3 separate regions of the Sus scrofa genome follow, and regions 2 and 3 are each linked to region 1. A link is a contact called in public HiChIP or PLAC-seq data. All regions are on one chromosome and are shown on one strand. Each heading gives the region's core, a stretch centred on a gene start, on an enhancer-like site or on the middle of the called end of the contact. The rest is flanking DNA. Distances are from core to core; before and after follow the strand shown. Region 1 overlaps ADGRV1 (G-protein coupled receptor 98). Region 2 has its middle 100 kb from the start of ARRDC3. Region 3 has its middle 61 kb from the start of ARRDC3.

What was found. HiChIP or PLAC-seq counts read pairs in DNA pulled down with a chosen protein or histone mark.
Region 2: an H3K27ac HiChIP or PLAC-seq map of alveolar macrophages shows a contact between it and region 1. The contact joins two enhancer-like sites. A contact is called at or near these places in 2 of 47 Hi-C or Micro-C datasets (embryonic fibroblasts and liver) and 1 of 2 datasets of contacts at active chromatin or transcription factors (alveolar macrophages).
Region 3: a contact with region 1 is called in an H3K27ac HiChIP or PLAC-seq map of alveolar macrophages. The contact joins two enhancer-like sites. A contact is called at or near these places in 7 of 47 Hi-C or Micro-C datasets (embryonic fibroblasts, fetal heart ventricle, fibroblasts and 3 more) and 2 of 2 datasets of contacts at active chromatin or transcription factors (alveolar macrophages and skeletal muscle).

The regions. Positions count from the first base shown.
Region 1 is chr2:98,210,035-98,214,648 of Sscrofa11.1, reverse strand. It overlaps ADGRV1 (G-protein coupled receptor 98), which reads right to left. Exons shown (of 91, transcript XM_021085372.1): 88 at 1,008-1,129. Among named protein-coding and RNA genes, the nearest start is that of ARRDC3, 230 kb to the left of the region's middle. Within about 2 kb of position 1,373, at least 8 of the 83 cell types and tissues checked have an H3K27ac peak or open chromatin away from gene starts, as enhancers often do. A contact at or near this core is called in alveolar macrophages, where this site is marked.
Region 2 is chr2:98,339,011-98,343,937 of Sscrofa11.1, reverse strand. No RefSeq gene overlaps it. Among named protein-coding and RNA genes, the nearest start is that of ARRDC3, 100 kb to the left of the region's middle. Within about 2 kb of position 2,512, at least 14 of the 83 cell types and tissues checked have an H3K27ac peak or open chromatin away from gene starts, as enhancers often do. A contact at or near this core is called in alveolar macrophages, where this site is marked.
Region 3 is chr2:98,381,019-98,385,661 of Sscrofa11.1, reverse strand. No RefSeq gene overlaps it. Among named protein-coding and RNA genes, the nearest start is that of ARRDC3, 61 kb to the left of the region's middle. Within about 2 kb of position 2,566, at least 15 of the 83 cell types and tissues checked have an H3K27ac peak or open chromatin away from gene starts, as enhancers often do. A contact at or near this core is called in alveolar macrophages, where this site is marked.

The sequences.
Region 1 (4,614 bases), core at 124-2,623:
ATGGCAGCACTGGCACACTGCCCTAGGAGCAGGGACCCAAACATAACTCATTATTGAGAGATGTCTCTATATCAACTTATAACAACTTGATTTCAAACTTTTAAGCTTCTTTCTTTGCCTCCCAAAATTGATATTATGCCTTGATTAGGCACTATGCTGTTAGATACAATCTCATTAATGACTCTGTCTCCTAAGAAGCAAAGTTAAATGTGTTTTGAGTCGTATTTCAGTTATGAGCTATAGCCCTCATATGTTTTTATACAGAGGTTTCTTGCAAGATGGTGGTCCAAACCAGGGCTGTTTAGGGATACCTTTGGCAAAGTCAGGAAATTGTTTTAGTCTAGGACAGCTCTTTTCACTCTGGAAAATAAGAAAAGTGAGTTCATTTGTTCCATGTGCTAATTTCAGGGTGCAAGTTTTTTCCATTTAACAAAAGGACTAAAAAAGTCAGCTTTAATTTTTGCTACAGTTATATAATTCCTAGTTATGCTACCCAAACATGCTCACAAAGCTATTTTAAACTAGGCATTGCCAGACTTGAAGGGTGTCAATCATTTTTCAGTGAACCAAAACACTAAGCACCAGACTTAAGGAATTGCTTGACCATCATTGTTATTTTTCTCCTCTGGAGCTGATCTAATTTCTAGACACAGTCCCAGTCCAAATATGTGCATATGCCCTGGATGGTTGCCATCTGCAAAGTTTATAAACATCAATTCTGTTGAAAAAGAAACATGTTTTTGTAGTTACTTAGGTGTTGTCAAAATGAAGGAGAATAAATATTTTATGTCTTCCCTATCTGTATAACCAGTAAGGTAGAAGCACAGCCATATTTCAAGCATTAACAACTTTTAACATAATCTTTATCCTTTTATTCCACAACGCTGTACACTGTTTTTGAAAGTGAGAATTCACCTACATGTAGACGCTTGATTCCTTTACGTTGAAACTCCATGCCTTGTGTTCATTAGGATACACATGTGCTGTAACCAAACAGTAAGGCTTACCTGCAGACTGTTGAAAATGACAAAGAGGACCAGCATCCAGAAGTGTCTGTAAGCCATGTGCAGGCCTCCCCAAAGCCATGTCATCGAAATGAGGGCAAAGAGATACAAAACCAGTGGAATTTCTAGACACCATTTAAAAAAAGAAGGAAGAAAAAAAGATTTTTTGAACTTCAGAATACTGCATAATCATACAGATACAAAAAATTATTTTTAGCTCCTTTCTGGAGATACTTTCTGCACCTAAGTACCCATTTTGAAAGAACAACCTTGGAAATCCCATTCTTACGCCAGAGAACAGAAGGCGCATTGCTGAGTCCACATTCCTTCTGTTTTGCTGGTAGGTAGGGGGATGGAGAAGGATGAGAACTGTTCCTCTCCTAGACTACCACCTGCTGGACAGTTCAGGAAGTGCCATGAACAACTGCAGAGATGGCAATCACATTTCAATCCTGGGGAAAACTGAGGATATAAATCTCCTTAATAGAAGATCTCTACTAGAAAACAGTAGGCACAGTGTGTTCCCAACATTACTGTAGTCCAGTTCAACATTTTAAAACATTAATGACAAAACGGGTTTGTATATAATGGAAAAATATGTATTTATCTCTTTTTTTTTTTCCTGAGTAGACACCAAATTTTACAGCTACGGTTAAGAGCAAAGATGAAGTAACGGATTACTACTGTCAACACCAAGCCTCTTCTATGCCTTATTTTATCATGCAATTTGTTGTAACAGTTTCCAGAACAGATTTCTTCAGGGCCAAAAGACTTCGTTACCCTTTCTACTTCCTTTTGATATTTGGGATTCACAGCAAAAATTTTAAAGAGGGGTTATTTAAATGGCAAGCTACATAATATCTGGAGAGTGAATTAGATCTTAGTAGCTACAAATAAACACATTTTCAAGCTACAGAAAGACATCAGGATGGAATCACTAACTCTTATGACAAACTTCAAGGTCCCTACACACTCTCCATTATCGATTAATGCCTAAAATATACATGCCCTGTGGAAATTTGAAGTTATTTACAACTTTATCAAATTTAACATTTTATTTTGAAACAATCTCAAACTTGCAGAAGAGTTGCATGTATGACAACAAAGTTATTTTTTTTTCCTGAACCATTTGAAAGTTGCCAACCTGATCCCCCATACCCTTTAAACATTGTAATATGCATTTTCTACTAAGATATTCTCCCACATAAACACAATACAACCATCAAATCAGAAAATAAACACATGTTATGACCATCCTCAGATCCTATTCATGATCTGTCAATCATTCCAATGATTTCCTCTGTAGAAGAATCCAGTTGGCATTCTCTACAGTCTGCTTTAATCCAAAACACTTCCTTTGAGTGTCCTTGGCTTTCATGACTCTGGCATTTTTGAAGGTTACCAGCCAGTTTGTCTTGTAGAATATCCTTAAATTTGAGTTTGATCTTTTCTCATGCTTTACATGACAAATTTTGCCAGAAATCACAGAAATGATGCCGAGTTCATTCTTTTTACATCTTTCTAGTGGTTGGCACAAGAATTCAATTTGCCCCATTACCAGGGATATTCATTTTTGGTCATTTTGATTAAGGTAGTGGCTGTATGAATTCTCCACTGCAAAGTCAGTCTTTTACCATTGTAATGAATATGTACCTTGTATGGCATTACTTTGAAACTAGGTAAACATCCTTTCACTTATCAAATATTTGACTTATTCATTTATTTCTATAATAAGACTCAGAGACTCTTACTGTATAATGGGTTATCTATTACCACTATTTATTTTGTTTTTTTGTTTTTTGGCTGTCCTGTGGCTTATGGAGTTCCAAAGGGCCAGGGATCAAATCTGAGCTGGATTTGCAACCTACGCCACAGCTGTGGCAATGCTGGATACTTAACCCACTGCACTGGGCCAGGAATCGAACCCACATCCCTGCTGCTGCAGAGACACCATAGTTCCCATTGTGCCATAGCAGGAACTCCACTACATCTATTTTGATGTACATGATATCCTAAGTCTGATTAGTAGAAGCCCCTTCAAGAAGGTTTCTGTCACTTCTGTTACATCCTCATCATTCTATGAGCACTTTCTTGCTTTCTGGCCCAACGAGATGTTTCAATCTCATCTTGTACTTTCCCTGCCCTGGTTTTGGTATCCTTTAGGATAGAATGGTGTTAAAAGCCAAGATCTGGGGCTGCTGGGTATGGTCACTGTTCTTGGGGTGCTGCTGCTCCTAAGTTTTCTGAATGGACAGAGCTAGAGAAGACATAGCTGTACACATGTGCACACAAACATTTACACATGTAATTCTCGATCTCCGTAGAATGAAAATCATTTGTTCACACCAATACTCGCAACTCCAATGCAATGCCACTGGGTTAAGTGTAACTTTCTCTCTTTCTGTACCTGTAACTCCCTTCTCTTTTATTAAGAAATGCATTTCCATTATTCCTAAAATATTTACCTATTTGATCAACTCTACTGGGTTGTAACCAGTCACCCACTGTTGTCATCCTTCCCTTGCACAGATGCCCTGCCAAAGCCACACCAGTTCTCTTGAGCTTCATGGGCACACCCCACCCTTCATCTGGAGCTTCCCTCATAATGACAGGGTTGGGATACTCCATACTTCCAGTGGGTGCACACCTTGCTCTGTACAAACTAATGACTATAGGATGGACTTGTTCTTGGAAGAGAAGAGAAAGACCAAGAAGAGAAAGAAAAGAAAGAAGGGAAGGGGGAATTGAGTTTTCTTTTTTCTTTTTTCTTTTTTTTTTAAGGAAGAAAAAATGCCTTTCGAAAGAGACCATGCTGATATCTTGTCAGATATCCCCTTCATAGAAAAATGTCAATTGTCTGAGTTATTACAACTGCACAGAGAAAAGGAGAAGAATTGAAAACAGTTTATATACATGAATGAGCTCCTTGTTATTAAAGCCTTACAGCAGGACAGGAGCGAATATATAAAGATTTATTTAATTTTTTAAAAATTCATTTCTGTTTAATGAAATCATACAATCTGATAAAGGGACAGAAGGTTCATTTTTACTCCTCACAAGATACCCTAATAGTTAGGAAATTGCCTAAGCTATGCTCATGAAAGTTTTCAAAGATGAGGCATTAGGCTGGTAATGGCATTCTTTGCCCTCACTATGCAAGTACAAAATTCTATTTATGGCTCTGTGCACAGTACAAAAGGACAAGCATATTTTGCATGAACAGCTAGGAACCAAATTTTCAAACTTTGGCCTGCATGTTCCTCTGAGTGGCCAGAGCCAGACAAGTGCTGTGTGCTGACAAAGCTCGGAACAGAAGCCAGGGGAGCATACCAGGGCTGACTAGAAACACCCAGAGCTCATGTTTTTCTGGAACTGTGCAGAAAAGTGTGGTGGCTTGGCACCCTAGATCAGAAACTGCAAAGCAAGAAAGCCAGCCATAAATAACTTAGTATACTGATCAATAGATCCCAGGCCGGTTTGTCAGCAGTGCAACAATGATTAAGACATGATTTCAGATGGAAGGAACGTATTCAGGGGCACATCCGGATTTTGTGGACCTGAAGTTTATAAAACTTGGAAAGACTTCTGTAAAAAATAAAAGTTCAAAGGC
Region 2 (4,927 bases), core at 1,263-3,762, 130 kb before region 1:
TATTAAAAAAAAAAAGTTTATTAGAGTAAGTTGCTTTACAATGTTGTACCAATTTCTGCTATACAGCAAAGTGACCTAGTCATACATATATGTACATTCCCTCTCTTATATTATCTTCCAGCCCAGTCTATCCCAAGAGACTGGATATAGTTCACTGTGCTATACAGCAGCATGTCATCACTTACCCATTCTAAGTGTAATAGTTTGCATCTACTAACACCAAAATCCAAGTCCATCGCACTCCCTCCCTCCTCCCCCTTGGCAACCATAATTCTGTCCTCTATGTCTGTAAGTCTGTTTCTGTTTCATAGCTAGGTTCATTTGTGCCATATTTTAGATTCTACATATAAATAATGTGATATATGGTATGTCTTTCTCTTTCCAACCTACTTCACTTAGTATGAGAATCTCCAACTGCATTCATGCTGTTGCAAATGGCATTATTTTGTTCTTTTTATGGCTGAGTAGTATTCCATTGTATATATGTATCACATCTTCTTAATCCATTCATCTGCAGATGGACGTTTAGGTTGTTTTCATGTCTTGGCTAGTGTGAATAGTGCTGCTATGAACATAGGGGTGCATGTATCTTTTTGAGTTGTAGTTTTGTCCTAATATATACCAACGAGTGGTATTTCTGAATCACAATAGTGCTTTTTAATAATCCTGCTTCCCTGCAATCTATTCACACTGAAGCTGTAGAGATCACTTTAAAACTTAACTTGAATCCTGTCACTTGCAGCATTTGTAGTTAGAAAAAAATGCAAAAATCTTTACTAAAACCTACAAAGCCCTGTTTGATTAGGACTCCACCTTCTTCAGCTGTTTCTCCAGCACCTAACCATTTGACTCCAGCCACACAGAGTTCTTGTGGTCCTTCAAAATCCCCAAATCCCTCCTTATCTTAAGGCTTGTCCTGTGCTCTTCCTTCTCCATGGAACATGCTTCTCATTCATGATTTAGTACTGTCTTTACTATCCTAGACATCTCTTGAAGGGTTAGGAGGCAGTAGTTACTTTTACTGGGCTAGGCTGGTTAAGGGTTCATGACAGAGGTGATTCTCAAACTTGAAGATGAGTAAGCTTTCCTAGCCAGACATGTGGGATGAAAGTGGAATTGTAGCAGAGGGAACAGATTAGATAAAGATACAGATGGCAAGAAATATTCTACCCCATTTGGCATAGAAATAGCTCTGCCATTTGTTAAAATAAAGAAAATAGACTGAGAATGAAATTTTGAGAGATAGATGATCTCTGCTTGGACATGTTGAGTTTATCAGCAACTGCAGGATGGAGCTCAATAAAGAATAGGCAACTGGATATGTGGGGAAGAACAGTGAATGGATACATAAAAGGCAAGTAAGGATATACAGATCCAGGAGTTATCAGCATGTACCATTTCCTAGGAAATGTAGAGAAACAAAAATGCCAATATTTAAATAGCAGGCACCGGTAAAGAAGATAAGGAGTTCCCATCGTGGTGCAGCAGAAACTAATCCAACTAGGAACCATGAGGTTTCAGGTTCTATCCCTGGCCTTGCTCAGTGGGTTAAGGATTCAGTATTGCCGTGAGCTGTGGTGTAGGTCGCATACACAGCTCGGATCTTGCACTGCTGTGGCTCTGGCGTAGGCTGGCAGCAACAGCTCCAATTCAACCCCTAGCCTGGGAACCTCCATATGCCACAGGTGCAGCCTTCAAAAGACAAAAGACTATATATATAGTCAGAGAAGTCAGAGAAATTGTCTCTGGAGACAAGCAAGTGGAGAGTTTCAAGATAGAAGTGGTGGACTTCCTATCACAGAAACATAGGAAATCATTTGATTATGGTGAGGATGAAAATTAAATGATTTGGAAATAGGAAAATCTTTGATGAATTTTACCAGGGAAATATGAGAAACTGAGCCATAAGTAAGCTAGATGGAGATTGAAGAGAAATTGGGATATAAAGAAATGAATCTGGAGTTACCTGGTGGCTTGTAGATGAGGATCCAGTGTTGCCACTGATGTGGCTTGGGTCACTTCTGTGGCACAGGTTCGATACCAGGCCGGGGAACTTCTGCATGCCATGAGCACAGCCAAAAAAACAAAAATCAAAAGAAAGAAAAGAAATGGAGCCAAACTCAGAAACAGACTCACAGACACAGAAAACAAACTTACAGTTACCAAAGGGAAAGTGGGTAGAGGTATCATTTAGAAGTTTGGAATTAACAGATACACACCACTATATATAAAATACATTACCAGAAAGGATTACTGTATAGCATAGGGAACTATTATATTCACTATCTTGTAAAAACTTACAATGGAGGAGAATCTGGAAAAGAACATTGTGTATGTGTGTGTGTGTGTGTGTGTGTGTGTGTGTGTGTGTGTGTGTGTGTGTGTGTTGCGTACATAACTGAGCCGCTTTGCTGTACATCTGAAACTAATGCAACATTGTAATTCAACTATACTTCAATTAAAAAAAAAAAAAGAAATGCAGCCAGAGAATGAAGGCCTTCTTTTGTGGAGCTGGGCTGTGAAAGAAAGGAGAATGGTAGAAGGACAGGAGTGCTAGCTGTGAAGTGGGTGCAAAGTTGAGGGAGAATTATTTATTTATTTATTTGACTAAATCTCTTTTACAGGAGCAAGGAACATGTTATTGAGATACAGTTTTTGAGGAAATAAGTTATGAAACAAAATATTGCAAGAGAGAGCAAGGGATTTGCCTTTGAAACAAGAAGAATTAACTTTTAGTGCAGGAGCTTAAACTTCTGAGATGAGAAGAAAAGGGAAATGAGTCATAGGGTGCTGACACATATGTTTGCTGCAGTCCTCTGTGACATAGGCGATGTGGTCCCTGCTAAGAGGGCAGAGGATGTGAAAGCAACTCGATCTCAGTAACTTCACTGATATGTCTGATGGTGCTAAACCATAGTGGGTTTATATGTCAAGGGTTCATGGTTAAGAGGACTTGATGCACACATAAAATAAAATATTCAAGGCAATGACATTTCTACGGATATGTGCACATGGCCTGGTTTAGGACCAGAAATCGGAATGCGAGGCCAGAGAGGACATTTCAAGGTCAAGGATATGAAAGCAGCCAGGACAGCAGGTGAGATCCCCTCTGAATGGGAAAATGAGATTGTTAGAGCGACTGATTTTTCTTTGACATAGGCCTTGACACCATCTTCTTTTCATCATTAGAGTGCGTTTAGTAGTCACTATAATTCAAGACATTATCTAATAATGATTGAATGTACTCAAATTTGAGGTTTTCAGTGTTTTTAAATAACTTTCATTTTGAGAGGGATGAGAACTTTTAGTGAAGGAGTGATGTATGGAATTTTCTATCGTCAAAATAAATAGCTATGCAGTTCCTGTAGTTCTCACTGGGAAATAACAAACAAAACACTTTACATATTTACTCAGTATTTTTGGCATATGTTTGATAGATACATTTGGTTTAAATCCATAGATTATAGCTGTGGTTGATTCTTTATATATTTGTCAATATAATTATCTCCTAGTTTTAGTGGTACTAAATGTTTCTTCAGTGCAATGTAATTTTTTTTTTATTCTCAGCTTTTGTTCTTTCCCCTTTTCATTTTCTTGTCTCTTTTTGCCTTCGCCTGTGTTACCCTGCTGAGTTAACAGTATCTGGACACAGAGTAAGCACTGGATAAATACCTGCTGATTCACTGACCCAAATCCTGTGAGGATGCTCCAGTCACAGGGTCAAAACAGGAAAATGAGGTTGCCAATTTAAACCTGTCTTCCTGGTTGCTTCAAGCCACCCATTCTTGGCTAAGCAGGGTGTGTGAGCAAACTACCTTGCAGTATTACTGGCAGTGCTGTTAGGAGTGTAGGAGGGAGAATTTACTAAAGTACAGAAATCTCTAGCTGGGGTTTTCTTTGTCTCCAGTTGCTAATCTTAATTACACTGTCAACCTAAAGTTATCACAGGTACCTGACACCCATTTCTTCCTTCCTTTCCCTTCCTTCCTTCTATAGCCGCACCCATAGCATATGGAAGTTTCTAGGCCAGGGACTGATTTGAGCCACAGCTTCAACCTATGCTATAGCTGCAGCAACACCAGGTCCTTCAACCCATTTCACCAGGCCAGGGAATGAGTCAGTACCTTTCCAGTGACTCAAGCCGCTACAGTAGGATTCTTAACCCAATGTGCCAAGTCAGGAACTCCTCTTCCTTTTCTTTAACTATAGCTTCATTAGCAGAAACAAAAACTGGGGGGATGAGACCAGTTTTGACCAGTGGTTTTGACAAATAATCAAAGGTTAAGAAATTGTTCAAGGCAACAATATTCGAATACTTATTTTTAGTAGTTCCTTAAAAAGAATTTTTTAGGTGTCCCTATCATAAATAGTATGCCAAGGGCTTTCCCATGCTATGTATTTCTGGTGAAGTCATGATATGCATTACTCTGTGGTGTTGTATTTTTGGCACAATGTTTGACTTAAAAGGTTACTGATTTTTCCTAGAAAGTTTTTGTTAGTCTATTGAATATGTAGGGTTTTTTGGTTTGTTTTTTGTTTTCCTTGGCTGCACCTGTAGCATGTGGAGGTTCCCAGGTTAGGGGTCCAATCGGAGCTATAGCCACCAGCCTACTCCACAACCACAGCAATGCAGGATCCAAGCCATGTCTCTGACCTACACCACAGCTCATGGCAATGCCGGATCCTTAACCCACTGAGCGAGGCCAGGGATCAAACCTGCTTCCTCATGATTGCTAGTCAGATTCATTAACCACTGAGCCTGATGGGAACTCCTGAATATGTAGTTTTTAAATCTTTGCCTGTTGTTTCATGTGCAAAAGGATTTTTTTTTTTTTTTGAATCACGCATGGCTTTTTACAACCACCATCTAGACAGCTAGAATTTTCAACAGGAATATGTACATTCCTCTAATGCAGTAATATACAAG
Region 3 (4,643 bases), core at 1,317-3,816, 170 kb before region 1:
TTCATCCTCTATATACTTTTAAGAGTAAATGCTTGCGGGGCTTTAAAAAAACACCTCCATCTTTTTAAATGTCAATTTACTCACTGATGATGCTCTCAGAAGTTAGGAAATATTTTGAGACAGAAAGTGGGAATAGAGTGATGCAATATTTCTGAGTGTCAATTGATTTCACAATTTGTTTTTCAATCTGTTTGGACTTCCAAAAAGGAAGATTCTCCTATGTCAACAATCTCAGGAACTGAAGCTTAAAATATGAGGGACAAAACCAATATATATAATCATATTCTTTGTTTGGAGACTGGCATTCATGTCTGATCTTCTGAGAAATGTTAATTTTTGCCTGAGAAATTTCTGGCTTGCTTCAACTGAACACACGAACCATGAAACATAAACAATGCCTAGTAAGAAAACTTTCTGTCTTCTCCAAGGTCAAAGTTGGTAAAAGGAGAGGGAATTCAGTTTTCTTTACTCAACAGTATTCATCATTCTTGCAGTCAGTGTGCTCATAAAGAAGCCAAACCTCTTATAGTTAGTAAAAAGATACAGCAAATTTTCAGATCTAAAATATAAACTGATGAAACTGGAAAGGTATAAAAAGATAATTAACATCTTCCATTTCCAGATTTAAAGTCTGAACTCTGTGCTCTCCTTGTTAAGACAAAGTCAATGTAATTGAAAACAAGAATTTGTTTTCTTACATTTTACTACTCCAAACACCTATAAGAACTTTTGCTAGTACTGAAGCTGTTAAACTACCCATGTTTCTATGCGTTTTTTGTTTTGTTTTGCTTTTTTTAGGACCACACTGGCTGCATATGGAGGTTCCCAGGATAGGGTTCAAATTGGAGCTGCAGCAGCTGGCCTACACCACAGCCACAACAACACCAGATCCGAGCTGGGTCTGTGACCTACACCATAGCTCACAGCAATGCTGGATCCTTAACCCACTAAGTGAGGCCAGGGATTGAACCTGCATCCTCATGGATACTAGTCATATTCGTTTCCACTGAGCCACGATGGGAACTCCAGTTTCTATGTGTTTTTCCAACCTCTGCTGAGCGTTTCTGGTATGGTATAGATGGCTCAGTGATAATAGGTAAATGAGGAGGAAAGAAAAAACATAACATTTCAAAACAGCATTAAGAAAAGCAGTAATAAAACATAATTGTCTGGAAATGACAGCCTTGGAGACAGGTGGGTCAAATAAAATGCATCATATTTAGTTTGGAGTCAGGAGATGACTGGAATTTGTCTCTATTGAGCATTTATTTGGTAAACTTTAGCCAAAGTTTTGTGACTCAATTTTCAAAATGTAGCTAAAATAAAATGACAGTGTGAAGTAATTTTTAAAAGTAATGGTGCCAATTAAATACAAAGTGGCATGAAGACATCATATGGAAATAAAACGCGAATTCTGTCTTATTGCCAGATCCAGAAGCAAAACTTTGAGAAACTGTCAGTATTATAATTGCAGAATCCTTCACTGCATATTCTTTCAATATTCTTAGATTTTTCTCATCTTTACTATACCACATTGTATTAATAGGTACCACAGCTATGTTTATTTAGTTTATTCAAGTCACAGTCAACCGGCATAATTAAGAATTATCTTCCCATACAGCTGTGGCCTGATCACAGCATTTTAAATTCCATGTATTTAATACCTCTGTAAAATAACTACCATGCTAGAATTATGATGATAATATGATGAATCACATCAATCACAACTTACATGAAGTTTTAAATCTGTTAGAGCAGATATAGTAGTAAAAATAAAATACCACCTTCCCTAAAACTCTTCTAGCCCTAAAGGCCATCTTTTTAAAATAAACGCTATATGAATTTCCTCCATATCTTGCCCGTGTTAAGAGTATTAATACACTTTGCAAAATGTGCAATTCATTAGCAGGTAGTAACTCAAGCAAAGGAAGCAAACCGGCTGGATCAGTGATTTGTCAGCAAGGCCTGAATCACAGGAGATTGGTCTCTGGTGTATCCTCTTGGTCCAGAAAGTGGGAGGTGGTGGTCTAGGGAGCCAGGAATTGCCTGGCAGCAACAACACACTGGCTGTTGCCCAGGGTAGGTTGCATTTTTTGGCTTTTGCTCCTGAACCAAAAGTTCAAGTGTGAAAACCAGGACTAAAGCCTCTTCTCAGCTGGATCCAGGACACCCCCAGTTCAGCCAGAAGTTAGAGGGTGGAGTGGCCCAGTGTTCCAGGAGTGGCACATGTCACCAGGAGGTGTGGCAGGGCTGTGTCCCAACTGCGGAATTGGGCTTGCCACACATCCTTCATTTCATTAATATGCTGAGTTTCTGGGTGACTGGGCAAAGACGCTGTTGAGACAAAACCAAGATGTGACTTACGTGCTGAGTCTATTATCTCAGTTTTGGGAGTTGCGTACTGGAGAAGAATCAGGCTATAGCCCATAGATTTCAACTCATCTTTCCACCATGTACCTGAAAGCTTCTCCCGGAAACTCATTTCATCATTACTCGGAGTAAAGCGCTCATGTTTCTCTCTTGCTCCTTTTGCATAACTAACTGCTTCTACAACAGTGCTTCTTGGAGTGGACTCTGCATTCCAAGGAAGGGAACACTTCCCCACGTGACCTCTCCTGGCATGACCTGTTCCCTTATACTGCTGGCACTGATATGCTTTCATAAACTGTATATAGACAATTAAAATGTAGGCTGTACTTATGGTGAAAAAAATCAGAAGAGCACAGAGATGTATGAACTGAAAGTATTAAAAATAAAAGTCCACCTGCTGTCCTTCTGTGGCCTCACTCTCTTGGTATTTTTCTGAATTTTGCTCTGAACACACACTACACACACACACACACACACACACACACAAACACACACACTATATATGTACTATATATATACTATGTATAAATATTTTTGTTTCTATAAATCTGTGCTTTTTTGGTTTTGTTTTATTTTTTACAAAAAATGAGCTCTCACTCTTCTCTTTGAGCAAACATGTGCACAGACAGCAGTTGGAGGAGGGGCAGGTGCTATGTGTCTTCCTCCCAACCCTCTCAGGCTTACCCCATGCTCTGGCTCTGCATGACCTCAGAGGAGAGCTTCCTGGTGTGGCGTCCAGGACTGGGGCCATGCAGCAGAGGTATAGCCACTGGTACAATGAACATTTGGTTCTCAGATACAACTCACGCAGCCAGGATTCAGGTACTTGTCTTTCAGTGCCCAGCAGAATCCAGCATCAGTCCAAATTTAACCAGCCAGGAAGGAACATGGGAGTGCAACTGTGGTAACATGATTCAGCTGAAAATGTCAATGACTTAAAGGAAACTGGAATGAAACTTCCCAATGGCTAAAATTTTATGGTTCACTTTTGCATGGCTCTTGGCACAAAAGGCAATTAGGATGTATGTGCAAAATGGTAGGCTGATTAGTTGTTCACACACAGGAAGATAATGCTTTTCACACATTTTAATTGGTTTTCTGCTAAGGAAAGTGAAATTTCAAATCATAAAAGCGTAGCATCCTTCATTTTAGTAACAGGTAATATATCCTGAATATCATTGAAAAATGACAAAAGACACATATTTCCAGGGAAAGTTGAGGTTAAGACACTGCTGTCATAGAAGACAATTATAAAATATTACTATTCACACAATACACATATCCCTGTACAGAAATATTATGATTTACTATTTTAATTTTAAGGGTTTGTTTTTTGCATTTTTCTTGTTTGCCTACATCAACCTGTAGTTTAGGGGAATATACTGCCTCAGAAAGAGGGAGGAGAAAGACTAGAGTAAAAGGGTTAAATTAAAGTCCTCTATAACTTTTCTAAACACTAAGGTAGATAGAATCATCTTGAAAGCAAACACTTCAAGAACATAAAGAGCCTTTTAAGCCCCATAAGACCTAAAGCCTGAAGGAGCCAGAGCCCTAGAGTTTCTATCCTAAGACAGAGAGTGGGTAAAATGGGAATTCCTGCTGTGACCCATCAGGTTAAGGATCTAACATTGCTGTAGACATGGCATAGGTTGCAAATGTGGCTTGGATTCGATCCCTGGCCTGGAAACTTCCATATGACACGAATGTGGCCCTCCCCCAAAAATCTTTTTTAAAATCTTTAACAAATCTTTTGTTAAAAAGTGGATAAAATTGTGAAATTTCTTTACATTAAGATAAGAGATAAATGTTTTTCCAGCTGGAAGGAGTCAGACATGCAAAGGGAGACCTGGTTGGTGCCTGGGCCCTGGGAGGGGGCAATAGGAGTCCCATAAAGATGTAGGAAGCCTGAGGATGGAGAATGTGGGAGATTTTTGCCTCTATTCTTAGAGTGTGGCTAGAGGAGACTCCAGATATTTCAGAGGAATGTCATGTCCAGCAAGGAAACAGAGCACAGTGGATGAGGGAGGATCTGGGTAGTTATAACTGAGGGGAGGTCTCACCTCACCCAGGGCAGGGGAGGACCCACCAGAGCCCATGGTTCTCTGGAAGAGCACTGGGACAGCTGAGAATAGCCACAAGACCCAAAGAAACCTAGGGTGGGATGAGGAGGATACCAAATACTGGGATGACATCTTCTATATCTTGGACTGTGAGCACCAGCAGCAGAGGCCATCAGGGCCAAGCCAACTGGGTTCTACTTCAATCAAGGCCAG